Linked DNA regions of Mus musculus: all the other regions are linked to region 6. A link is a contact called in public HiChIP or PLAC-seq, Micro-C and promoter capture Hi-C data. All regions are on one chromosome and are shown on one strand. Each heading gives the region's core, a stretch centred on a gene start, on an enhancer-like site or on the middle of the called end of the contact. The rest is flanking DNA. Distances are from core to core; before and after follow the strand shown.

Region 1 (3,634 bases), core at 111-2,610, 540 kb before region 6:
TAGAAGGGTCAGGGCAAAGGCCTTGGAGTCTTCCTAGTGGGACCCTAGCTTTGACTCTTCCTCACTGAGATGATATTTGAATAGAGAACCGGAGATGGAGGACAGACCCACAGAAACGCAGGAGGAAGAGCGAGCCACTGGTGCCAAGGCCCCCAACAACACACTTCATCATCCAAGGAGCGGCACCATGGCTGGACTAAAGGGAGCATCGTGGCAAGACACCAAGGTCAGGTAGCTTTGGAATCCCCACGCCATGGAAAGAGCTGAGATGTGGCCTTTCTGGGCATCTTACAAGGAAAACGCGTCCATCTGTTGCCTTGTTCTGGTCTGAAAGGTATCTCCCCCCCCCCCAGCCCCCCCCCCCCCGACAGATCAGGTGCTTCCACTGGCTCCAGGGAAAGGCTCCGGAGCTGGGATTTCCAAATCTTGGAAGCCTCACTGCCAGGAGTCACCGTGTGGCCTGAGGAAACCAAGATACCTCATACAGATTCCACATAGTCCCTGTCTCTACTGCTGCGTCCCTGGGGTCAGAAGAAGACCAACCCATAGCTTCTGTCTTTTTTCTCCTGGCCGGGCTATTCAGATGATAGCTAAAGACAAGGCAAGCTGCCTTATCTTCCCCAAGCCGGGACAGAAGGAGTTTATGAGGACGCTGATAGGAACCCTGAGAGGCTACTGGCCCTCTCAGGGTGCTCCTCAGAAAAGTCTCAGTGTGTGGTAATTATCTGGTTAGTGAGGACTTCAGCTGACCTCTGAAGAGTGACAGGACAGTCCTCCTCCTTCAGGAGATGGTGACCCACACCCATCAACCCATGCTGGGGTTACTCTGTTCTTCTCATGGTGCCACACAGGAGCTGGGCCAGTCTGGAGGAGAAAGGATGCTGGAGCCTTACTCTCAGGGGAGGAGCGCTCTCTTAGCTCACTCTCCAAGAACTGGGTGGGGAGTCTTTCAGACAGAACCTGTCTTTGGCCCTGAGTCTCATCCTGGTGACTGAGCCGGGCTTATCCCCGTGGCTTAGCAGAGCGAGCGGCCATGGAAGCTTTTCTGGACTGGGCTAGCAAGGCGTGAGGGTTTAAGCATGTGCCCGGAGAGCTCTGGCACCTGTTTGATACTTCCCAGGTTGATGGTGGCATTTCTGGTGTGAATCCAGCCCCTGGAGTATCCAGGTCCCGGGCTCCATCTGCCACCTCACTTGAGGGTGCCAGGCCCCTCACCTCTCCTACTCCAGGCCCACATCACCTTCCAGAATAACCCCCATCAGGAACGCGGCTAGGATCTTTCCTCCCTGTTGCTTTTCCAGTGAGGCCTCTTTTCCCCTTCATACAAGCACTTCCGAGAGAGCCAAATCGACCGCCCTCTAGGTTGCCATGGAAACAGAGCTTTCTTTCCTCCCTCCTGTTTACCTTGGTCAGGGGACTGCGACAAAAAGCAGCCTGTCGCAGGAGGAGAAGGGAGGGCGGGGGAGAGCGGAGGGAGAATCAGCTTGCCTTAAACCAGATCATTCCGGTTTGGAGTGGTTCTCTCCCCCGCAGCCCTAGGCCCCTCTTGCCACACTGGGCTGTGGAAGGCAGGGAGGGAGGGAGGATCCTCATCCTGCGAAGCTTTAGTGGAGAAGGTCCTACACCCGTGGTACCCCGTCCTAATTCCAAGTGGACCTGTCTCCCTCAAGGCCAGAGTTTGGCCTCCAGTGCATCCTCTGGAGGTGCTGCCCCAGGGTGACTGCTGTGCTCAGGTTGGCTCCCCACCCCAGGATAAAGAGATGGGAGCTGAAGGCCAGGCCTTGCTCTGTATATGTACTCTTGAGTGCCCTGGCCAAAGTGGCCTCACCCTATTTACCAAAAAGATCATTGTCGTAGCCTCGAACTTAAAATTTCCCAACTAACTGCCTTGGAGCGCGATTATATATCAGTGCCTTCTGAGCACCGCCTCTCCTCGCCCTAACTTTCCAAGTCTCCTGCAGTTTTTCTGGTTTCTTTCGTAGGCTTCCTCCCCTTCCAGAAGCCACCAGGAGGTGGTGGGTGCTGTCCCTGAAAAGCTTTCTAGCTCTTTGTGCTCCTCTGAGCCTTGAGCTAAAGTACTCTATTCTCAGTACCTGATTCCTCTAACCGGTTTGCTGGGTAGAAGCCCTGCCTCCGGGTGCTATCAGCCTGAATACAAGGTTGTGCCCCGGTGGCATCCCAGCCGGTTGCGTACCCACTAGATGCACAGTTAGCGTGGGCACCGGCCGCTGCTAGTCGCGGTGCCCACGACCAGGACCAGCGCTGCTCGCCAGGGGGCGGCAGAGAACCCACCCTGGGCAGCTTCTCCGCGAAGCACGAGGCCATTTTACATTCGAAAAATCCTGACCTGGCTCCGCATCTATGTGGACACTGGGAGCTTTGCCGGGACAAGTGACTGGCGGTGGCACCTGGGGGACTTGGCGCTCGCTTCCAGAGCAGCTTCCCGTCCCAGGCACAGGCTTCATCGTGCTGCACTGCGGCTCCGCGGAGCCCCGCCCACCTGGGGAAGGGTCTGGTCCTTTATCGGTGCAGTGAGAGTTCTTACCAAGGAGACCCTTCCTCTGGCATTGGGAGAGCTGGTAACTCCCTTGGCAAGAACACTTTGGTGGCCCTTGGCTTATCCTCCCGCATCCCAACACAATGTTTTTGTTTGGTTTCTGATTTTGTTTTAAGAAGCCCTGGTTGGCCTGAAACTCAGTGTATATAGACCAGGCTAGCCTCAAACTCACAGGTCCACCTGCCTCCGCCGAAATGCTGGGATGAAAAAACGAGGGTGCACCACCACGCCGGCTCCAGCACAAATTAGCTAAGCAGAAAGTGGACAGAGTGACGCCTGACTGCAGCACGTGGCAGATATGGCTCTGCTACCCTGCAGGGAGAGAAAGTGGGCCTTGCAGTCTTAGAACCTTCTGAGGCCCAGACTCTTGGTAGCTTTAGTGAGATGGTTCATAAAAGATGAACTGATCTGCCCGTCCCTTCTGAGGTGACACACACTGACACTTGATGTATTTCACAGATGCAACCGCTGTGAGGATCCTGGCTTGGTGTTGAGTGCCAAGAATAGTAAGTGGCCAGCGTGTGCCGCTGTCTGTGTCCTCTCTTCACCAACCCTAGAGCTGGGCTGAGGAGCCAAACTGGACAGGCCCTTCCCGCCTGCCTGGCTGCTGCCTGAGCCGAGCCGAGAGACCTCATTTCTGTGTGTCAGGCTGGGCTGTCCCAACCTTGGTGAATCAGAATATGGCTAATCTGCAGGGTCTCCTGGGAATAAGGTCCACCCCCGCCCACCTCTTTTCACCCAACTATGGAGAAGAAAAAGAGGTACAATAATACTCTTGCTTGATGTTATAAAGGGACAAGATAGCAAGGAACACATTTCCCGCAACACAATAAGACACTTAGAACAACAGATTGCTTTTTTCCCCAAACCTTCTCCCCCTTCATTTGTTCCTCTCTAGAGCTGGCTCTTAAAGGTTCCCAGATACCAGTCAGGCTGCGTGTGAACGAGTGGGGAACTTCACAGTTGTATCCTTTGAATCATTCCAACTACAGACTTAGTGAGAAAAGCTATTTTCACACTATCTAGAAAGACAAGTTGTTTGGTTTCTGTTTTGTAAGGAGAGGGAGATGCCAGCAG
Region 2 (3,242 bases), core at 601-3,100, 570 kb after region 6:
GAAAGAATCCAGGATCCTTTTTTTTTTTTTGGTTTTTCGAGACAGAGTTTCTCTGTGTAGCCCTGGCTGTGCTGGAACTCACTCTGTAGACCAGGCTGGCCTCGAACTCAGAGATTCGCCTGCTTCTGCCTCCCAAGTGCTGGGGATTAAAGGCGTGCACCACCACGCCCAGAGAGAATCCAGGATTATTATTATTATTATTTTTTTTTTTTTTTTTTTTTTTTTGGGTTTTTGAGACAGGGTTTCTCTGTATAGCCCTGGCTGTCCTGGAACTCACTCTGTAGACCAGGCTGGCCTCGAACTTAGAAAGAATCCAGGATCTTAATCAAGCATTTCCCATGACTATTCCTGGCTATTCCGGAAACATCCCTGGCACATCTATGTTACAAAAAAAAATTAAGCTAATACTAACATATTAGTCTCCTGTACTGAAGCAATGATATAACACATCAATTAACATATCACTATATGAATGGCGCCCAACCATGATTGAGAATGACATTGAGAAGAATACACACATACTTTATATTTTTTATGAGCTCATGATTCCTTTTGAATCTTCAAAATATCCTGTTGGAGACCCCTGAAACACTGCCAAACTCATAGTCGGACCAGACAGACATAGTAATAGTAATAGGTATCTTACACACAAGTAATAGGTTCTCTCTGGTCCCACATTTGGACAGAAGAACACAAGTTCTTTAGCAGTGACTATTGCTCGATACTTAAATCTAACTGAATGAGGTCAAATATATACTTCTCCTGGGTCAGCTTTCAGGTATAGCAAAGAATAATTATCAGCCACTCCAGGTCACTCTACCTTCATGTTAAATTAAACTGGAGCGCTATCATTCCCAACTTATTAATGCTGACTTGATGGTTCATGACAGGAAGTGAATGCAATTCTTAAAAAACCCTGTTCCAAGGCTTTGAACGCTTAGGAATTTCGATCAAAGAACCAAAAGTCTTAGCAGATCCACTGATCTTTCCCACTCATGCAAAAGGAACTTTACAAAATGCAAACCACTCTTAATTACAGCAACTATCGCGAATTAAAATTAAGCTCACTTCTGTATACAGCATATCAAAAATCAGAACACTTGGGAATGACAAGCAAAAAACCCGTGATTACTTAAAGGTAATTAACTCCCTAATTAACACGTGAAAACTATTTCCATTAATGACAATATCCAGCCAAACATAGAAAACTGCGACGTTCTTTTCTAATTAACAAGAAGTTTTAAAAATAATGACATTATGTTTTCAATCGTTTTGTTCTCCATGTTCCTACACCCTGTAAGACAGCTAACACTTTCTTTCTTGGCACTTGCAACTCAATTCTCGGGATGTGGCCTTGGGGCGGGGTGGCAGCTCCCAAGAGTCCGGCGAGGTGGCAGGGAGCGGATACTAAAACTCTCTACCCAATTCTCTCCGACCTTCAGGAAACAAACAAAAGTGACCCTCTAGTCCCAGGGACACTGAGTGGAGGAACCCGGGGAGGAGATCAAGGACGCGCGAAACCAGGCACAAAAACGGTGCCCAGGAGGGCGCAGGGCCCGGGAGCTACAACCCTTTCCGCAGAGCTGCGGGACAGCAAGTCGGGGACCGCACTCTGAGGGCCAGAGTGGAGCCTCGGGCCCATCCCGGTGCACTGAGACCGGAGTGAGGACACCCACTACGAATGGGGAACAGGGCCGACGGACAGAATAAGAGCGAACCAGGACCCACCCAGCACCACAGAACTTACCTTTCCCGGGAGCTCCACGCCGCAGGATACCGTGGCTGCGGCTCACCCAGGGAGTGAGCTCCCGCGCACAAGCACCGCCCAACCGGAAGTGGTTAATGGCCCCGCCCCCATCCGACTTGTCGGGGGTCTTCACACCAATCCCCGGCACGATCACTGCTGACGTATGGCTTCTTCGTACGGCCATTGGTCTCACAATCGCGTGGCCGGGATTGGCTGGAAATCGCCACGTCCCCGCGAGCGCGCCGAGTTGCGTGGACCGGATTCCCGCCCAGCTCGGGTTGCCCAGCCCGTGGGGACTCTGAGTCCCAGCTCCTTGCTCTTGGGTGTGTGGGCGCGGCTCGCTGACCTTGGCCCACTGACCGCAACGACCTCATTTACGGCAGGCAACCCTGATTCCCTAGGCTTCTAGTGTAATTCCGATGGCTTTCTTCCTGCCTCCAAGCCCCTGGGGCCGGAATAGTCCCGCTGTAACGTCACCACCCACTGCGAATGAGCCCAACTTCTGGCTCTAGAGTCAGATCTACTGAGCAGCTCTCCGCCCCGCCAACACGCACCTTTCAGCTTCGATTCTCACCCACCATGCTCTTTCGCATCTCTGCCTAAACCATCATGATCCCGGCCTCCCCTAACAGCCTTACAGCCTTACATTTTACACCCATGTGGTCTTTGTCCACAAAGCGGCTTCCTCTGCCTGAAGTATGTTTTCTCGATTTTTCAGCTACTGAAAGCCATCAGTCATGAAACAGGTTGTCATCCTGGAATGTCTTAGGGGAAGCTGTAGTCGTGAAGTTGCCAGTGCTCAGTTAAGGTGTTAGTTTTAGGAATCTTTCCTGGTCAGTAAACAGATAATACGCATGTGCTTTCCTGGCAGTTTGCATTTTCAGTACGCAGCCAGATATTGTTTAATAACGGTGCTTGTCCTTATGTCTTCGATTAGACCAAGTGCCAAAATAAGATCTGCCTGACTTACACATCAGGAGCTCCCAGCTTACAGCCCAGGTCCAAGGAAATTCTCAGCAATACTAAGTGAACTGAATAGAAGAAACTGAATGGAAGAAACCCGTTGCGTTGAAGGCCCCTGATTTAAAAGAAACATAGGAAATTAGCAATTTGTTTTTTTGTTTGTTTGTTTGGAGGGGCGGGGGACAGGAGAGTTTGAACCCAGACTCTGTGCAGGATTCTAGTTGTCCATTCTACCACTGAACTATATAACCTTAGTAAACCCATCACCTACTCAATGCCATGAAATTAAAACATGTATTCATTGAGAGCTACTTTATTTTCTTTCTTTTTTTTAAAGATTTATTTATTATTATATGTAAATACACTGTAGCTGTCTTCAGACACTCCAGAAGAGGGAGTCAGATCTTGTTATGGATGATTGTGAGCCACCATGTGGTTGCTGGGATTTGAACTCTGGACCTTCGGAAGAGCAGTCGGGTGCTCTTACCCACTGAGCCATCTCACCAGCCTGAGAGCTACTTTATTTTCAACA
Region 3 (3,652 bases), core at 993-3,492, 980 kb before region 6:
ATCCCTACCTATGCTTCTCCTTGATTCCCCATATACAACTAAGACCAATCTAAAGAGAGGGAAAAAAAAAACCAATCAAACCAAAAAAACCCCTAGATCAATGTGGGAAACAGCTGAGGCAGCAGAGCGATCCATCTCGCTTAAAAGAGCTCAGTCTCACCTCAGCCCCAGTTTATTCACTCTTCCACATGTTCCTCTCACATTACCTGTTTTGAGCAATCGCCAGGCTTCATGTCCCTGTCCTTACCTAACTCTTAATGGCTATAGTCCAAGGGAGAAGAGGGCCTCTTCTCCAAAGCTTGTTTCATTTTCAGCCAAAGATTGTAGAAGAGGAAACATCTATTTCTTTCATGAGAAATTTCACATGATGAATATTGGTCGGACTTTATATAAGTCAAATGAGGTAGCTAGAATCATTAGTATAGTATTTACATTTTAAAATTAGGTTTACTCATTTTATTTTATGTATGAGTGGTTTGCTTGTGTGTATATCCGCTTACCACTTACGGCGCCCACAGAGATCAGAGGAGAGGGCATCGGATCACCTGGAACTAGAGTTACTGATGGTTTGTCAGCCACCACGTGAGTGCTGGGAATTGAACTCAGGTCCTCTGCAAGAGCAATAAATTCTCTTAATTACTGGGCCATCTCTCCAGTCCCTAGCATAGTATTTTTAATCGGGATGGAGTAACATTTTAAGTGGCACCATTACTAAGGTTTGGGCACATTATTCAGCGGAATCTATATATGATGGGAATTTTTTCTTTTTCTTTTTGTTTTTTCAAGACAAGGTTTCTCTGTATAGCCCTGGCTGTTCTGGAATTTGCTGTGTAGACCAGGCTGGTCTTGAACTCAGAGATCTGCCTTCTGGGATTAAAAGCGTGTGTGCTATCATGCCCAGTTTGAAATTTTTCTTAAGGGTATGTAGCATAATCTAGGTAGGACCTTTTCTAAGCCCTGTCAGGATGAGATAGATCTTCATGTATAAAGTAATATGTCAGCCTTCAGCTCTAGTGTCATTTATGGCGACTACATATGCCCTCTCCAAATATGAGTGCTTTACTTTTGTACCTAAAATGAACAGACAGTTATGGTGCATTTCCTCAACAATAACAAAGCTGCCAGGGTGTTTTACTAGTGGTGCCATTTCTAAGCTAACATCTCTGTCCCCCAAATGATGCCCTATCATTTGTGTGTGTGTGTGTGTGTGTGTGTGTGTGTGTGAGAGAGAGAGAGAGAGAGAGAGAGAGAGAGGGAGAGAGAGAGAGAGAGAGAGAGAGAGAGATCTGAGTAGAAGTTGTCAAGTTTGGTTAGAAGGTTGCCCAAGAGGCAAACCACGCCCTCAACGGAGGAAGGACTGTCATTAAGATCTTAAAGTAGTCAACGCCCTAAGAACAGGTGAAGCTGGAAAGACCTTCTAGAAATGTGATGTCTTCGATGCCCAAGGCATTAAAAGCGTGTTTTTCATACTCTGAGACGAGGACAAAAAAAAAAAAAAAAAAAGAGAAAACATTTGGAAAAGCACTGAGACACATGAGTATCCCTTAAATTACTTGAGTGTTATGCAGATTGAATCATTTGAAAATGGTGAAAGCCAAGAAAACTACACTGGTTTGGGTGAAGAAGGAATCATAAGAAGTTGGGAATGGCAGTCCCCAAATCTACCCTCTTGGAAAGTTAAATTAAGACCAGCTTTTCGGTCTCCTCAAATGGATCACATCACGCCTTCCTTTTAGTACGCTTCTAGTGCTCTCAGAGTCGCACATTCAACGTGTCCTATGCTTTGTCGTAGTTTCCATGAAGTCAGAGAGTGAAACACCAACTTCGCAAGTATTTTGGGAACCCCTGACATTTTCAAAGCTCCTAGAAGAGAAGCCTACAAGAAGTGTGCCAGGGGAGAGCTTCTTTCGCCATGGAAGGGCCCAGCAGTGGATTGTCAAAGATGCGGCTGTCATTTGGTGAAGACAAAGACTTAAAGCCCCACTCCTCACTCTCCAAGAACTGAGGGGGCCTGGAGAAGTCACTAACCAAATAAAGTTCCCTGTTTGTTGTCTCAGACCTGGCTTGCAGAGTTTGTGAAGCGGGGCGTGGTGAGCCTCCGGGCAGATTCTGGCCACGCCCCCGTGCGGCAGTGGGCGGAGCAGGGGGCGTGCCTGCGTCCCTAGGGGGCAAGGGCGGCCGCGGAGGCCCGAGGGGGGCGGGCCTTGGCCCCGAGTGACGGCCCGCCGGCCCAACCGGTGCGAGAACCCAGGGCCTGCCTTCCTGCAGCGTCTTCCGCTCGCCGGCTGCGGCGCCTGGGACGGTTGCGGTGGGTCTGGGCGCTGGGAAGCCGTCCAAGATGATTAAAAAATTCGACAAGAAGGACGAGGAGTCTGGTACGCGCGGCGCTCCGGACGCCCACTCTCAGGCGCAAGGGTTTCCCCCCTTCCCTCGCCCGCAGCCACCTGCTCTGGGGGGCGGCCGCAGCGGCGGGGTCTGCCCGAAGCCCCTCCCCCGGCGCCGGGGCCTCCCCTCGGGCCGCGCGCTCCTGGCCGGGAGTCGCCTCGAGCGCTCGGCGGCTCCGCCCCGGCGCGTCCCCGCCCCCCGCGCCCGCCCCCCGATCGAGCCCCTCCGAGCCGGCCCTCCGTGGGGCCCTGTCGGGGGGCGAGGAGGTGCGCGCGCAAGTCTCGGTACCCTGGGGTTGCTGGTGGGGTTAGGCCCCAGGGCGAGCACCCCCTGTTTTGGGAGCTGGGGTCGACCGGGCCAGGGTTGCGTGTTTATGGACTCTGAAGGGCCTTGATTCTCCTGTTCCCAGGGGTTAAGACTGCCCGGTGGGACACAGCTCATTGAATGCTCAGGCATCCAGAAGTGACTTGCGTGTTGATACCTGTCTGTGGTGCAGTGCAAGTGGGGAAGATGCCAAGCCTCTTCAAAAAAAAAAAAAAAAATCTTCAGCTCTTCAGTGGTAGCTGCTCTCACAAGTGTGGTGGAAGGTTGGGTTAGTGGACCTTCATGGCCTCATCCTGCATGGCCTTTACATCTGTGACTCTCTGCGAAACTGTTCCTTTCTGCTTCAGTAAATGTGTGAAACACATAAAATAGGGCTTGCTTTTAGGGAAATCCATAGTGTCCTGTCATCTCATTACTCTTGGTGGTGGTGGAAACCGACACATTTGTTAACATCCATGGGATGGGGGAGGGGGAAGCAGGGAATGAAGGCACTCATTTTGGATAGGGTTCCTATATCAGGAGAAGTCCAAGATATCTCAGTATGGCAATGACAGAATTTGAACCAGAATCAAAATTACTTCATCCAACTTCTTTGCATATTAGTAATAGTTGTCCTTGTGACTTCCAAGGGATCATTCTGTTTAGGTGAGATTTCCAAGCATGCAATATCCTCCTTTAGAAAAGTCTTTGTAGTCCAGCTATTGAAGACCTTCTCTTTTTCTTATACTATAGGTAGTGGTTCCAATCCTTTCCAGCATTTGGAGAAGAGTGCTGTCTTGCAGGAGGTATGGCTTGGATGTGTACAGTGCCTTATCAATTCTGTTTGAGAATAATGGGCAAAGAACCTAGGAAGTACAAAAGTCAGGACAGCCAAAAAAACAGTGAAGGACCGTAGACCCACCTGACAGTCTGAATATCGGTCTTCCCCCACATTTGATCAAAA
Region 4 (3,403 bases), core at 774-3,273, 590 kb before region 6:
GCACATGTGCACTCACATGTAGGCACAACCACACACAAAATAAATGTCTCTTTAGAAAATTCCTCAAGAGCTCAAAGATGGTTCAATCAGGCCATGAGGATGGAGCCTTAATCTTACTGTAGTCTCAAGGAAGATGAAAGGACACCAAGAATTCACCAACCCAGGGGAAAGGCCACCAGAGAGAATAAGATGAAGCCACATAGACAAGCCAACACCACCTGTCTCAGAAGAAACCAGCCCTCCTCACATTCTGGTCTTAGATTCCATCTTCCCAAACCCTGTGTGGGAACAAAGTCTGGTGTTTTGGGGTTTTTTTTAAAGTACTGCCTAACTTTTTCTTTTGAAGGAGGCACTGGTGTTCTGGGATATTTGGTTATGATAACTCTAATAATACATAATGGTAACTATCAACTTCAGTGTGGCAAGTGTTTTTTAAGCCCCGGAAGAAATACACATTAGTTTATGGGTTACATTAAGAGAAAGAGATAGAGCCGGGCGTGGTAGCGCACGCCTTTGATCCCAGCACTCGGGAGGCAGAGGCAGGAGGATTTCTGTGTTCGAGGCCAACCTGGTCTAAAAGTGAGTTCCAGGACAGCCTGGGCTATACAGAGAAACTCTGCCTCGAAAAAAAACAAAAAAAGAGCAAGAGATAGAGAGGGAGGGAGCGGGAGAGAGAGGGAGAGGGAGAGGGAGGGAGAGACAGAAAGACAGAGAGACAGAGAGACAGAGAGAAACCACACCAAGGGCTGGTGAGATGGCTCAGCAAGTAGGAGCACTGACTACTCTTCTGAGGGTCCTAAGTTCAAATCCCAGCAACTGCATGGTGGCTCACAACCACCTATACTGAGATCCGACGTCCTCTCCTGGTGTGTCAGAAGACAGCTACATTGTACTTATGTACAATAATAAATAAATCTTTGGGCCTTTTTAGATAGACTTACATGTGGAGAAATGAGCTGTCATTTTGGATTTGACTGTATACTGACAGAATTGAACCTGTTCTCTTGGAACAATTGTCAAGTTAGTTCATCTCCAAATCTATGTCCAGATCCAAACATTGTACTAAGACAATATAAACATGATTTTAAAAAAAACCTAAAAACCTATTAGCTCTTTAAGAGCATACACTATGCACTACCACAATGAAACTTCATTTTCTTCTGTTTAATCTTGATATTTAGTTACTATCTTGAGACAATGTCATTATGGCTAGCTTTGGAACTCCAGAGGCACTTGCCCCCGCCTCTCGATTGCTGGGATTAAAGGCATGTATGTACCAAGGCCTGGCTGGCACACTTCTCCAGGCACTGGCTACGCTGGCCACTAGTTGGGCCAGTGCTGCCACTCCCAAGAAAGCTCTTCCAGAGTTGGACTTGCTTCCCTGTCCTCACCTGCAGGACACAGGCAAAGCTCTTTAGAACAATAGCCAGGAAGCCAAGCCCCCATCCCTGCCTCGTACTCCACACATGGCGTATTGTCAGAACTTGCACTAGCTACTAAGGAAAACCACTCACCTCCCTGGTGACTCTTTTCTCAGTTCTTTCAAAGAACATTCAGGGCAAAGGTGGGGTTTTGTTTGTTTGTTTGTTTTTAACCCCAAAACCACCACTAACTTCAATAGAACGTTCCAGTTTTTCTTCCTAATGCTGCATCCTCATAAGGTGGATATTTGAGAATTTACATTGGGTCAAACCAATTGAGGGAGAAAACACTTCAAAAGAGGAAAAATGCTTTGTCATTGCTGAGTGTGTCTAACACATCAGGCATGCTTGTATCCTACCAATTAGCCGTAGGGGGCCCTAGATAAAGCTACAATTAGTAATATCCAAACTTCAGCTTGCTACAATCATTACTTTTTACTAAGTGTTCAGAATCTGGTCTGAATTTTGCAGCTCAGCCTTTTCCTGCAGCTAAGTAGGAGGCACAAATCCGAGGGCGTTCCCCTGGCAACGATCGCGGCTCGGGTCCTTCTGCCCCACCCCTCTCCCTCTCGCGAGAAGAGAGGGCCCGGTTCTTCCGGTAACTGTAGCCCGGCTTGCCCGCCGCCGCCGCCTTAGTCTTGCCTCTGCGCATGTGCAGTAGGGAGTGGCGCGAGTCCACGGCTTCCTGCTGAAGAACATGGTGCGTTTGGGGGGGTTGTCTTGTGCTTCCTGGACATGGAGTCCGTGCTGTTCCCTCAGAGTTCCAAACCTAAAGTTGTGCCTGAGGTTCAGCCAGGGGATGATGTAGCTAGGAATCTTGCCACTTGTAGTGCAAGGGAAGAAAGACACATGAAGGATAATTATAAAGCTCGTACTGAGGTAGCCAGGGAGGGAAGCTCTCCGAGGAGAGTTTTGGCGCGGGGCAGGAAGGCGGGAAGGATGCTAATGTGCTCTAGAATATGACTCCCGGGAGCTGCCCTCTCAGTGATTGCAGAGCTGAGCCTAGCGAGACAAAGGAGATGACAGTTTTAGTAACCCAAACTGAACGCACGTGTTCCCGTTCCCGTCTCTCTCTTGACTCTTCACGTGAATAGTACCCGTCCACCCCGTGAGAAAAGCTTTACAATTTCATCACCAAAAGGAGATGCTAAGCCTGTATCACTCCATGGTCAAGGTTAGGGTCTGACACAGTAATGACAAAAGTTGATATCTGGTGTCTCTTCATCTAGATGTAGTAACTCGAAGCAGAGACAAAAGAACTCTTTGCGAACTTAATAACAAACCATTACATTATGTAGCAAAACATTTTAATTTATTGGAACCATTAGCTTCTCTGAAATAACCAGCAAGTTCCCTGCTGATTTTTCTGTGGTACCTAAGAAGATATTTCAGGGTTGTGTATACTAATATTAAAGTTTCATATACTAATATTAAAGGGGAAAGTTGGGGAGAAATTTTAAAGAAGAGAAAAGTTGGGGGGGGGAGCAGTTACTTTACAACAGACATTTTTGATTTCTTAAGAGTAGTTTCTTTTCATTTCAGGCTGTTTTGTTTTTTTGTTTTTTGTTTTGCCTTTGAATAGATGCAAGGAGACGTAAGCCCCAATCCTTCCCTTATTGACAGAACCATCAAGATGAGAAAAGAAACAGAAACTAGGAAAGTGGTTTTAGCTTGGGGACTCCTAAATGTATCCATGGCTGGAATGATATATACTGAAATGTAAGTTAATCAGCCCATAAGTGAAAATTTTAACTATTGTTGGCTGGCACTGTGGCTTTTTATATTTGTTTTGGTTTTAAGTGTTTGGTTGGTTTGTGGTGGGCGTGTTATTTATTTATTTAAATAACTGGAAAGCCTTTCTAATCTTTTCAGGACTGGAAAGTTAATCAGTACATATTATAATGTGACATACTGGCCCCTCTGGTATATCGGTAAGTAATTTCCACTATAATTTAGATTTACTACATATGAAAACTTGCTTG
Region 5 (3,553 bases), core at 851-3,350, 700 kb after region 6:
CTCCAATAAAGCTATACCTCCTAATAGTGCCACTCCCTGGGCCAAGCATATGCAAACCACCACAATTGCTGTGTTCCTATTACCTCAACCTCTGAGGTAGCTGAGATTACTTACAGTCCTGCACCACCTAGTGTGGCCTAATTCTGCTTGCTTGCCTTTCTTTCTTTCTTTCTTTCTTTCTTTCTTTCTTTCTTTCTTTCTTTCTTTCTTTCTTCCTTCCTTCCTTCCTTCCTTCTTTCCTTTCTTTCTTTCTTTCTTTCTTTCTTTCTTTCTTTCTTTCTGTCTGTCTGTCTTTGCTTGCTTATGTATGTATGTATGTATGTATGTATGTATGTATGTATGTATTTATTTGAGATAGGTTTAACTGTGCATCCCTGGCTGGATTGGAACTTGCTATGTAGTCCAGACTGGCCTTGAGCTCACAGAGATCATTGTAGCTCCGCCTTCTGAGTGTTTGGATTAATGGCTGTCCTACTTAGGGTTATTGTTGCTGTGATGAAACACCATGACCAAAATCATATTGGAGAGGAAAGGGTTTATTTGGCTTATACTTCACATTGTGGTTCATCATTGAAGGAAGTTGGAACAGGAACTCAAGCAGGGCTGGAATGGAATCTTTTTTTTTTTTTTTTTTTTTTTTTTTTTTTTGGTTTTTTTTCGAGATAGGGTTTCTCTGTATAGCCCTGGCTGTCCTGGAGCTCACTTTGTAGACCAGGCTGGCCTTGAACTCAGAAATCCGCCTGCCTCTGCCTCCCGAGTGCTGGGATTAAAGGCGTGCGCCACCACGCCCGGCACAGGGCTGGAATCTGGAAGCAGAAACTGACTGATGCAGAGGCCATGGGGAGGTGCCATGATCTTCATGGCTTGCTCAGCTTACTTTCTTATAGAACCCAGGACCACCTGCCCAGGGATGGCACCACCCACAGTAGGCTGGGGCCTCCCAACCACTAAGCAAATGCTCTACAGCCTGATCTTAGTCATTTTATCATTTTCTCAATTGACATTTACTTGGTTCAGATGGGGGGAGGGGTGTGTGCCCACGACAGAGTCTGGTACCAAGGGCAGAGTTAACTTCTGTCAAGTTGACATCAAACTAGCCAACACAAAGACCATAATTTTGGGTTCTTGAAATGGATCTTAGTGCCAGCAGATCATCCAACTTTATTTATTTTATGTGTGTAGGTGTCTTTCTACATGTATATCTGTGCAGCATGTTCATGCAGTGCCTGTAGAACCCAGAAGAAGGCAACGAATCACCTGTTACAACCTGACAGTTGTAAGCTGCCATATGGGTGCTAGGAATTGAACCAGGGTCCTATGGAAAAGCAACCCGTGCTCTTAATCACTGAGCCATCTTAACAGCCCCAGATCACCAAGCGTCTATTATTTATTCCTGAGATCGTCAGATGTTAAAAAAAAAAAAAAAGTATTCAGTGTAAGAATTGTCAGTTGTTTGTTTTCTATCTACTCGGCCTCCTCGAACAAATTGCCCGAAGGCAGTAACTCTTCTTGCTTTCCCAGAGAGTTGCTTTATGAAAGCTGACAATAGTAACAAAGCTGAAATAGAAAGTGTTTTCTAGGCAGCAGATGAGCAAATGCGAGTTAGTGCGTGTGTGCTCAGCCCTACTTCCCTGTAAAGGAAGACTATAAGCAGGGCAAGACTAGGGTCTTTTCCTTCAGGAGCTAGTAGCCTGTTTGTCTTCCCTGGGTAGCAGTATAAAGAAATGGTGAGGGTTGTTGAATAGGTAGGGCTTGCTGGAGTGTCCCACCTCTCTTGCCCAGGACTGGAAGCACTCCAAGAGGCCATGCAATAATAGTTCATTACCCTGGTGTTTGCGCTCCTTTTCCTCAGATGAAACCAGGAGAAACTCGAAGGTGCACGACACAGGGTACAGCGGAGGGTCCTCTTCAGTTGGGTCCTTGAAGAACACAAACCTCGCTCCACCTCACCATCTGCTCATCTGCTTACTTTTCAGCCTGAGTGGCGTCTCATGGGGGCGGAACAGAGCGTAGTGCCAAGGGCGGAGCCCTATGGACTCCAGGACCCCAAACCAGCTCTTCCAGAGCCCCGCCTCCCAACAACCAGCCCCGCCCCTTCCAGTAGACCCCGCCCACTACCCCGCTCCCTCCGGGAGCGGACTGGGGCTCTTATTGCCTACGCCGGTTCGGGAGCCTCCACGCGGAGAGGCTCCCGCCGCCTAGAGCTGCGGCCTCCGCATGGCATGGAGGAACCGCTCTCACCCCCACCGGAGTCCGGGCTGCTCTCGCCGCTGCTGCAGGGAGGTGGAGCGGCTGCCGCTCCAGAGCCCGGAGCCCGGCAACACCCGGGACATGAGACCGCGGCGCAGCGGTACAGCGCCCGCCTGCTGCAGGCCGGCTACGAGCCGGAGAGGTGACGCCCAGGGCAAGGCGCGCGGGCGCATCCGGGGCGGGCGGCAGAGAAGGGCGCGGCAACGCCGGGAGACCGGGTAGCGCTGCGGGGGAGGCCAGAGGCAGGTCCCCTCTACTGCCATTGCACTTCCCCAGACGCAGTTAGACTGTCATACACCTGACTCTTGGCTGGCGGATGCAGGCGGGCACTGTGCAAACAGTTCAGTGCCGCGTTACTCCGGGGAGCTGGAGAGAGGGCGCAGGTTGTAATATCGCTCCCTAACATTTTATCTAAGATCCGACCTATACTACACACTCAGCGACGCTTGGTACAAGTGGCTCCGACCTCTGGGGTACAAAAAGTGCTTGTTGGAGTCCCGGTCCAACGGCGCTTTCTCCTCAGCTTTCTTCTTCCTAGAATGTATTCAATAGGTGTGGGTGTCCGGATTGAGTGTCTCCCTAGGACTAGGGGAAGGTACTTGCACTTTCTCACCAGGCACTGAGATCCAGTGAGGCGGCTGCTGTTCACTCCTTGGAAAGACTTGTACCCCAATGCAGGGGGTCTGAAAGGCAATGAATGAGGGTCCCTGGAGAAAGAGTTGGGGCAGTGAACTGGGCCTCAAGGGAACGAGCTGAAAAAAGAGACAGCGGCTAATCTCTGGATTGTATCGCAGTTTGAAATGCAATCCTACTGTCCTTCCGGTCCAGGGGATTTGGACTTCTTTCTCTACCCCATCTGCTGGTGCTCAGCAGCTTGGGGAGGTGATCTGGCAGCTGGGTTTTGAGGGGAGGGTGGTCTGGGGAATTAGCCAGGTAGTTCTTCTGCCCAGGGTTTGGCCGCTTATGTAAGAACTTTTAACGGCTTTTGGGGCTACGAAGCCCAGCCCCTCCTGCCGTTGCTGGCTGTCTCTTTAGAACTGACTTAGGCTTAAGCAACCTGCCATCCGTTTTTCTATAATAGAAATCTAGTTTGGAGGGCTTGGGGTTTTAGAGAGGTGCCACTATATGGGAGGAAGCGGGCCACGGTACTTGTGAGCTCGAAGGAAACTAGGACTGTAGAATCTCAGAGTTCAGGCAGGTGCATCTCTTTTTCAGATGTACTGCTGCATCAAAGGGACAGTGCCAACCCCACACTTCCCGCCCCCCACTTAGGCTCAGAATGGCCTGTGTAAACTTGGACCCC
Region 6 (3,369 bases), core at 551-3,050:
AAGGCACTTTTAAAAGAAAATCCCTACAAAGAAACCCTGTCTGTACAAGATGGTGACTTTGGGGGCAGTTTCCCCTGCTCCATTTACCTTTTAGGAACTAGGAGACGGGGGTGAGAGCTTAATGGCAGTGTATATGCTAGTGTTGGTCTCTGTACAACAAATAACCAAATAGACAGATTGATCACTTTGGAAACTGTGAAATACTATTTAAATGAATCACCACAGACTAGGACTCCCTCTGCCCCTTAACGAGAATGATGACAGTTATAAGTACTGACCAATTAATTATATGAACTGTTTAAAAGGCTTTGTGTTCGATTATCTCAACCTTCTGAGTTATTCAGTGGTAACTGTTTTACAAAAGAAACTAGGTTAGTTAATTTGCCTAAAGCCACACAGATAATAAATGGAGGTACTGAAACAGACAGACAGACAATTGGCCAGACAGACACTGAAACTTGGTGGTTTTGGCCATTCACTGTCAGCCAAGTGTCTGATCTCAGGAGAGTTGGTTTTATCTCTTTTACCTTTTGTCTCTAGATGACCAGACCCCTTTTCTGCTGCTGGGGATCAATTTAGAGTCTTGTGTAAGCTACACAAGCACTCCATCACTGAGCCACATCCCCCCAACTCCGTGGCTTCTACGTAGTAAAATGAAAGGTTAGGCTCACTGTGGTAGCATATTTTGTAATCCTAACACCTGAAAAACAGAGGCAGGAGGATCAAAGCTCTCCTCAGTTACACAGTGAGTTCAAGCCCAGCCAGGGCAAGTTGTCAATAGACGTTGCCATGGGCTGTCTCAAATAATTAAATCCAGATGAAATCGAATCAAATAAAGGCTAAACCAGATGACCTTCACATCCCCTTCCACATACATTTCGTTCCCCCTGAGTCCCTGCTTGTATGCAGTTTTGCTCTTGGTTGATAGATGGAATATGGCTAGATAAAATGTAGGGGAATAATAATAATTCATTCCTTTCCATGTCCCAAGTTAGTTTTTTTTGGTTTTGGTTTTGTTTTTTTCCTAAGAAAAGGTGGAAGATATTTAAATAGCCATCCCATTAGCTGCATCCTGGGACTGCTACTCTCAAACGTCGCCCTGGTCCTATCCCAGCTTGAATCCTGTCTTTCAACCCTCCTAGAAAAGGGGCGAGCTGTTCGCGGAAGGCGCTCCCTAAGCCACCGCCATCACCCGAGGGCAGGAGATATAGCAAGGGGAAGGCTGGTGCTCCAGGCTGGTCTGGTCCAGTCCAGTGCCAGTTGCTGCAGTGTGAAGAGGGAGGGCGTGCTGCCCGCCAGCCCACCCTCCCCTCCCGCGGCAGAGCTCGGGCTCCCGCCCCTCCGTCCAGTCCCTGCACCTCTATGCGCTGGTTCCCCATCGGTACACCGGGATCCAAATTCCGGCTTCACCGGGCGGCAGCTGTCAAGTATCTGGAAAGTATCTGTTACGCTCTTCGCGCCGGTTAGGAAAACCGCAGGCCAAGGCAAGAAAGCGGGCGACCCGCAGCGGGAAGGGACCGGGCTGAGGGCCGCTCCACCTCAGCCGCCGCTTCCCGCTGGCGGATACCTCCGGGTTCCTCACCTCCGACTCCCGCCGCTGGTTGCGGAACGTTTCCCTGCCCTTGGGCACGGCCGGCTTCCCTTTGCCGCCGTTGCCGTTCCCGTTCCCATTGCCGTTCCCGTTGCCGTTGTCATTAGCAGGAGAGCCGGCGGGCCCCGGTGCCGCGGGGTCGTCCATGCTGGGAAGGTTCCCTTCAGCGGTTCGCCTCAGCGGCTCCCTACCGTAGCTCCAAGATCTCTGCCCAGGGCGACCCCGCCACAGCGCGCGCCCGGGACCAGGCCCCGCCCCCTGAACTCCGATTGGCTGTAACTACTCTCCGAGGCCCCGCCCCGAGATGCGATTGGCTAATCAGCCATCCAGAGGCGGGGGCTCTTTCAAGGAATATTTTCCCCATGGACCCCCGGCATTTTTACTGCTCAGTTGCTGGTAGCCTGGGACTAGTAGACTCCACGTCCAGCTCCACGATTCGAATTCTGAACCCTGAGCGCAAGGCGGCTTAGCTCCGTGCTGCATGCTCTTTTCAGTGCTGTTCCTGTCCCACATAGCAGCCTTTTCCTGAGAGCCCTAGTCCATCCCTGGTCCAAAGTGCCTACGTTTCGGCGGTACTAGACCCGGACCCCCTCATCCAGGCTGCTGCACGCCTGTGACATCCCGCTTTGTCGCAGAAAGGGCTTGGCCTTCAGGATAACCTGAGCCACCACACCATAAACTTACCCTCTCAGGAAGCTTTCGGAAGAGAACTCTTGGAGGAGAGAATGAGAGTTGCGGGGAGGGACCTAACTGAAATCCCTGAGGGCTGCTCCCTGTCATTTGTCCCTAGCTGTGTGGGCGCCTTCTTTTTGGTGCGAATAGATGGCAAGCTCCCACCCTCACCCGCTGCTCTTTCCTTCCCATTTCTAAAACAATCCTAATCTAAGTCTAAGATGTTGAGTTCGATCCCCGGGTCCTCACTTGGTGGAAGGAGAGAATGAACAGCCAAAAGTTGTCCTTTGACACCAGACCTCCACACATGCTCCTGGTGTCCTCCCCGATTCCCATATACAAACAAATAAATATTTAAATTGAAAAGAAAAAAAAATCCTACGCCCTAAGAGCTAAAAGTAACCAGAAGGTAACCGGGTAGTTGAAGGCTGTGGATTCGGCTCTCTCCCGAATACAATTTAAATATATTGGCAGGTCTGGCTTGACAATGGATGAAGGGAATGGGAGGGACCAAATCGCTATGGTAACCCATGACTTTAAGACAGTGAAAGGATCATTGAGTTGGGACTGTGCCAAGCGTTGTATGTGTTTTCTTGGTACCACACCTCTTCCGGACAGGTTATTTTTTACGAATCCAGTTTTTATTGATGAGGAAATTCTGAAGCACAGAGAACACCCAAGGATTACATTAAGTCTTGTCTCAGTGTGGTAAGTATGCTGCTCTATAGAAGAAACTTCCGTTCACTTGGTTTACTTCAGTCTTGGCGTTTCAATTGCTGTGATAAAAATCCATGACCAAAAGTAACTTGGGTAAGAGAGGGTTTGTTTCATCTGATAGCCTACAGCTCATTACCTAGGGAAGCAGGAACTGTGCTTTCTGGCTTGTCCCTCCTCGCTTTTTAATACAACTGCTTACAGTGAGCCAGGCCCTTCCACATCAACCATCAGCCAAGAAAATGCCCCATAAACTTGCGCACACACAGGTCAGACTGCTGGGGTGTTTTTCCTCAATGGAAATTCCCTCTTCCAAAATGACTCTTTCTGGTGTCAGGTTTGCACAAAACCAGCCAGCACAGCTACTGATCTTTAAGATGACTCCTACTTCT
Region 7 (3,372 bases), core at 596-3,095, 740 kb after region 6:
CTTTTCAATATCTTTGTAAAAATATCATTCTTGGGAATAAGCCTGCTTTGTCATGGAAGATTGCAATTTTAATGTGCTGGGATATGTTTATTTCTGCCTTTCCACTTAGAAGTCTTTAAATGAACATGATTAGCAAGAAATGAGGCTTTCTACGAGGGAGATTCAAAGAAAATGTCTCCGGTGGGATAGCGTTTATAAAACATATGAAAAAAAATTAGAGTCTGAATCCTAACACACTGCCTCTAGGCAGCCCCCAGTGGCCTGGGGAGAAGGGCAGAGTAGTGGTTTCCTTTAGGGACTCCTAGAGCACGGCTTTCCCAGTGTTTTGTTTGGAGACTCAGGATAAATCCCAGATTCACAGTCGGACTCTGAGAGCTTGGTGGGAGACCCAATTTGATCTTGAATCTATTGGTGGCATGAGTTCTGTGATCCAAAAATGAGTCTCAGATGCCTTTCTGAATTGCAACACATTGCCTGCTCTTCCCCTGACCAAAATATTATGCTATGTCTCTGCTTTCTGGGGCAGGACTAGCTCACTTTTGTCTACCTGTCTACTGAGGCTGGTTATCAGGTAGCCTGAGCTGGCCTCAAAAATCCCTCCATGGCCAACAACAGCAGTCTTGAACTTGGATCCTTTTGCCTTTACCACCTGAAGGGTGATGCTGGGTTTTTGTCTTCACACCCAGCAAAATGGGCAAGTCTTTTGCAGTTTGGTCTGTCAGCCTTTCTGTCTGTCTGGTTGGTTGGTTGGAGTTGTTTGTTTGTTTGAGAGAGTATCAATTTGTGAGTGTGACTGATCTCAAACTTTCAATCTTTCTGCCTCTGCCTGCCAAGTGACAGAATTAAAGACATTTCCCTCCCTCCCTCTCTCCCTCCCTCCGTGTGTGTGTGTGTGTGTGTGTGTGCGCGCGCGCGCGCGAGCGCCCGCATGTGCGCCCGCACGCACGTTTCTATCAAATTCACCGTTTTGGAAGAAAGAAAACATGAAGGGATTTAGAGACTCCAGACTAACAAACAAGCCACACTTTTTTTTTTTTTTTTTTTTTTTTTTCGAGACAGGGTTTCTCTGTATAACCCTGGCTGTCCTGGAACTCACTTTGTAGACCAGGATGGCCTCGAACTCAGAAATCCGCCTGCCTCAGCCTCCAACAAGCCACACTTAATCCTGTCAGTCAACAATACAGCCTTTAGATAGTGCAGCAGGCTTAGCGACTGCTCAGTACTCTTAGCTAGCAGTGCCATGAGGCTGGCTGGGTGCTCTTTCTTTGTTTCTATGTTCTTCTACCACGTCTTATTGGAGACAAATTGTGATCCACCTCGCACACCAGCTTGTCTCACTATTCTCTCCCACAGATATTTCTGAAGCTGAGTATTTTGGAGAGATTTTAGCAAAAGGAGACGCTATGAATGGGGATTGACATTTGGCAGTTGGCCTGCGAAGAAGCGTAGGAGGCCTTCCTCGGTGGTTGTATGTTTGCAAACCACCAGGTGGTGAAGAAGGCAAGCAGAAAGACTGAGTTCAAGTCTCCGCCAAACTGAGCAATCTTAAGCAATTTGATAAGTTCTGGGGACTTATCTATCTCTAAAATGGGAACACATTTGTTCCCATTGTTGTAAGGGAGAGCAGTAAGTCTTTATCCAGGGTTCAACGGAGTGGATTTTGATTGCTTGGGATACTAACCTATGCCAGACTACTGTTGCATGTGTGCACGTACTTGTGTGCGTGTGAATGTGTGTGTGTGCGCGCGCGCGCCCAGTGCCCTCGCCTGAGGGTGTTTCTCGGGAATGGCGTGCTTGTGGGTGTGTGCGTTGGGCTGTCCTCCGAGCCTGTGGCTGCCAGCGCCAGGCTGAGAACGAGGCACCGACTCTCCCGCAGCTGATTGGCAGCGCTGGGTGAATGAGTGCGCGTGGGGCCGGAGCAGCGAGGTGGCCGTGGCTCCGCGCTGATGTGCGCGCCCGCCTGCCGGCCCGGGTAGGGGCGGACCGCGAACAGCGGGCGGGCTAGGAGGAGGGAGAGGAGGGAGGGCGCGGGAGGCAGCGGGGAGGGCTGCAAGAAGCCCGGCAGCTGCGGGGCCCGGGCGCGGGCGCTGGGCCGGGGAGCCGGGCTCACAGCCAGGAGGCGGCGCCGCGGGGAGGGAGCGGAGTGCGGATCGCGAGCGCAGCCCGGCCGCCCGCCGCCTGCTAAGAGCGCTGCGGGTCGCAGACCCAGCCGGGGACAGACCGGCAGCTGCTGCGATCGCCCGGCAAGCCAAAGGGAATCCGGGGACTCTGAGCTCGAGTCCCGGCTTTGGGCGCAACGGAGAACAGGCTAGACTCGCCGAGCCTTGCCCTGCTGGGGCCCCCTGAGCCAGGGTGCCCCTTCTCCCGGGGGTTGGCCCCGGGGACTCGCCCGAGCGAGAGAAGCAGGTCCGTCGGTCTGGACTGGGGAAGCGGGAGTGTGGTGTGCGCACGCGCGTGTGCTTGTGTGCCTGCGAGGGGTGGGTGTGTAAGGGGCGTGAGATGGGGTTGATAGAAATGATGGTGTGTGGTGTATATGTACAGTGTGTTAGGATTGTGTGTGTTGCTGACTGCATATGCAGAGAGAGAGAGAGAGAGAGAGAGAGAGAGAGAGAGAGAGAGAGAGAGAGAGAGAGAGCGAGCCTACGTAGGAGGGAAAGGGGCGCATCAGGGTGGAGTGTGTATATGTGCAGGAGTGTGTGAAGGGTGCGTGGGTGAGTGTGTCACGGGTGCTAGGTGCGGCTGTGTGTGTGTGTGTGTGTGATGTAAGGGTACTGGGTGCACGTGTGTCCCTGGTTCATTCTCCCTTCCCCCACCAGATGTGTTCTGGGGAGGGGGGTAGCCTTTCTGCAGCTGCTGCCCCTTACCGAGCTTGCCTGCCTGACCTCCTTTCCTACGGAGCCAGAAAGGGTTAATGGTCCCTCCCTCAAAAACTCCTGAGGTCATGGGGAGGGTAGCTGCAGGCCAAACCCCTAGAAAGAGGGGAAAGGCTCCGGAGAGCCTCTGCTAGGCCCGGGACCCTGCTTCGCTGGCTGTATGGCCTTGCAGGTCAGATCACTCAGGCTTGTGACCTGCCCTTTCTGAGGGCCTTGTGCACCAGTGGTTTCTTGCTGGGTCTGGAGGTGGGGATCAGGAGCGAACCGGAAGGGTCTGCATTCTTTACCACTGTATTACTGGGACGATGCTTGATATACAGTGGGCCTCAGTAGATATTTGAGAGATGGGGGGTGGGGGATGGAGAAAGCTGGGTAGAGGGGTGGGTGAGGAGGGAGGGAATCTGCCTCTGGGAGGTTAAGTTGATTCCCTCTGTTCTGGCTCAGGATGAGGCTCCTGCTTGTAGTCAGACTTCTGGTCAGACATCAGGCCCCCTTGTGG

Evidence for each region. Promoter capture Hi-C pulls out the DNA fragments that hold promoters and counts their contacts. A called contact is a pair of places that touch in the nucleus more often than the background predicts. HiChIP or PLAC-seq counts read pairs in DNA pulled down with a chosen protein or histone mark. Capture Hi-C pulls out chosen DNA fragments and counts their contacts.
Region 1: a promoter capture Hi-C map of pre-B cells shows a contact between it and region 6, with 4 times the contacts expected there. The contact joins the promoter of 1700012C14Rik here to the promoter of Strip2 in region 6. A contact is called at or near these places in 4 of 39 promoter capture datasets (fetal liver, liver and pre-B cells) and 1 of 9 other capture datasets (adipose tissue).
Region 2: a contact with region 6 is called in a promoter capture Hi-C map of neural stem cells. The contact joins the promoter of Calu here to the promoter of Strip2 in region 6. A contact is called at or near these places in 1 of 39 promoter capture datasets (neural stem cells) and 1 of 115 datasets of contacts at active chromatin or transcription factors (bone marrow-derived macrophages).
Region 3: a contact with region 6 is called in a promoter capture Hi-C map of liver, with 4 times the contacts expected there. The contact joins the promoter of Copg2 here to the promoter of Strip2 in region 6. A contact is called at or near these places in 5 of 39 promoter capture datasets (hematopoietic stem and progenitor cells, hippocampal neurons, liver and 1 more) and 1 of 9 other capture datasets (liver).
Region 4: a contact with region 6 is called in a promoter capture Hi-C map of liver, with 5 times the contacts expected there. The contact joins the promoter of Tmem209 here to the promoter of Strip2 in region 6. A contact is called at or near these places in 3 of 39 promoter capture datasets (liver and pre-B cells) and 1 of 115 datasets of contacts at active chromatin or transcription factors (memory CD8 T cells).
Region 5: a contact with region 6 is called in a Micro-C map of embryonic stem cells, with 4 times the contacts expected there. The contact joins the promoter of Impdh1 here to the promoter of Strip2 in region 6. A contact is called at or near these places in 3 of 39 promoter capture datasets (hippocampal neurons, liver and stem cell-derived epiblast-like cells) and 1 of 484 Hi-C or Micro-C datasets (embryonic stem cells).
Region 7: an H3K4me3 HiChIP or PLAC-seq map of embryonic stem cells shows a contact between it and region 6, with 8 read pairs. The contact joins the promoter of Prrt4 here to the promoter of Strip2 in region 6. A contact is called at or near these places in 2 of 115 datasets of contacts at active chromatin or transcription factors (embryonic stem cells and pancreatic cancer cells).

Annotation. Positions count from the first base shown.
Region 1 is chr6:30,458,711-30,462,344 of GRCm38.p6, reverse strand. 1700012C14Rik (RIKEN cDNA 1700012C14 gene) reads right to left here and starts at 1,360. Exons shown (of 2, transcript NR_131049.1): 1 at 1,216-1,360.
Region 2 is chr6:29,346,714-29,349,955 of GRCm38.p6, reverse strand. It overlaps Calu (calumenin), which reads right to left and starts at 1,850. Exons shown (of 7, transcript NM_007594.4): 1 at 1,748-1,850.
Region 3 is chr6:30,895,384-30,899,035 of GRCm38.p6, reverse strand. Copg2 (coatomer protein complex, subunit gamma 2) reads left to right here and starts at 2,242. Exons shown (of 24, transcript NM_017478.3): 1 at 2,242-2,375; 2 at 3,442-3,494. The coding sequence starts at 2,339. It overlaps Tsga13 (testis specific gene A13), which reads left to right. Exons shown (of 8, transcript NM_054073.2): 8 at 1,793-2,055. The coding sequence ends at 1,962.
Region 4 is chr6:30,508,403-30,511,805 of GRCm38.p6, reverse strand. It overlaps Tmem209 (transmembrane protein 209), which reads left to right and starts at 2,023. Exons shown (of 15, transcript NM_178625.4): 1 at 2,023-2,121; 2 at 3,004-3,140; 3 at 3,294-3,352. The coding sequence starts at 2,119. It also overlaps a transcript of Ssmem1 not described here.
Region 5 is chr6:29,214,911-29,218,463 of GRCm38.p6, reverse strand. Impdh1 (inosine monophosphate dehydrogenase 1) reads left to right here and starts at 2,100. Exons shown (of 15, transcript NM_001302933.1): 1 at 2,100-2,392. The coding sequence starts at 2,223.
Region 6 is chr6:29,915,444-29,918,812 of GRCm38.p6, reverse strand. Strip2 (striatin interacting protein 2) reads right to left here and starts at 1,800. Exons shown (of 21, transcript NM_177204.3): 1 at 1,583-1,800. The coding sequence starts at 1,738.
Region 7 is chr6:29,178,057-29,181,428 of GRCm38.p6, reverse strand. Prrt4 (proline-rich transmembrane protein 4) reads left to right here and starts at 1,845. Exons shown (of 5, transcript NM_001101443.1): 1 at 1,845-1,972.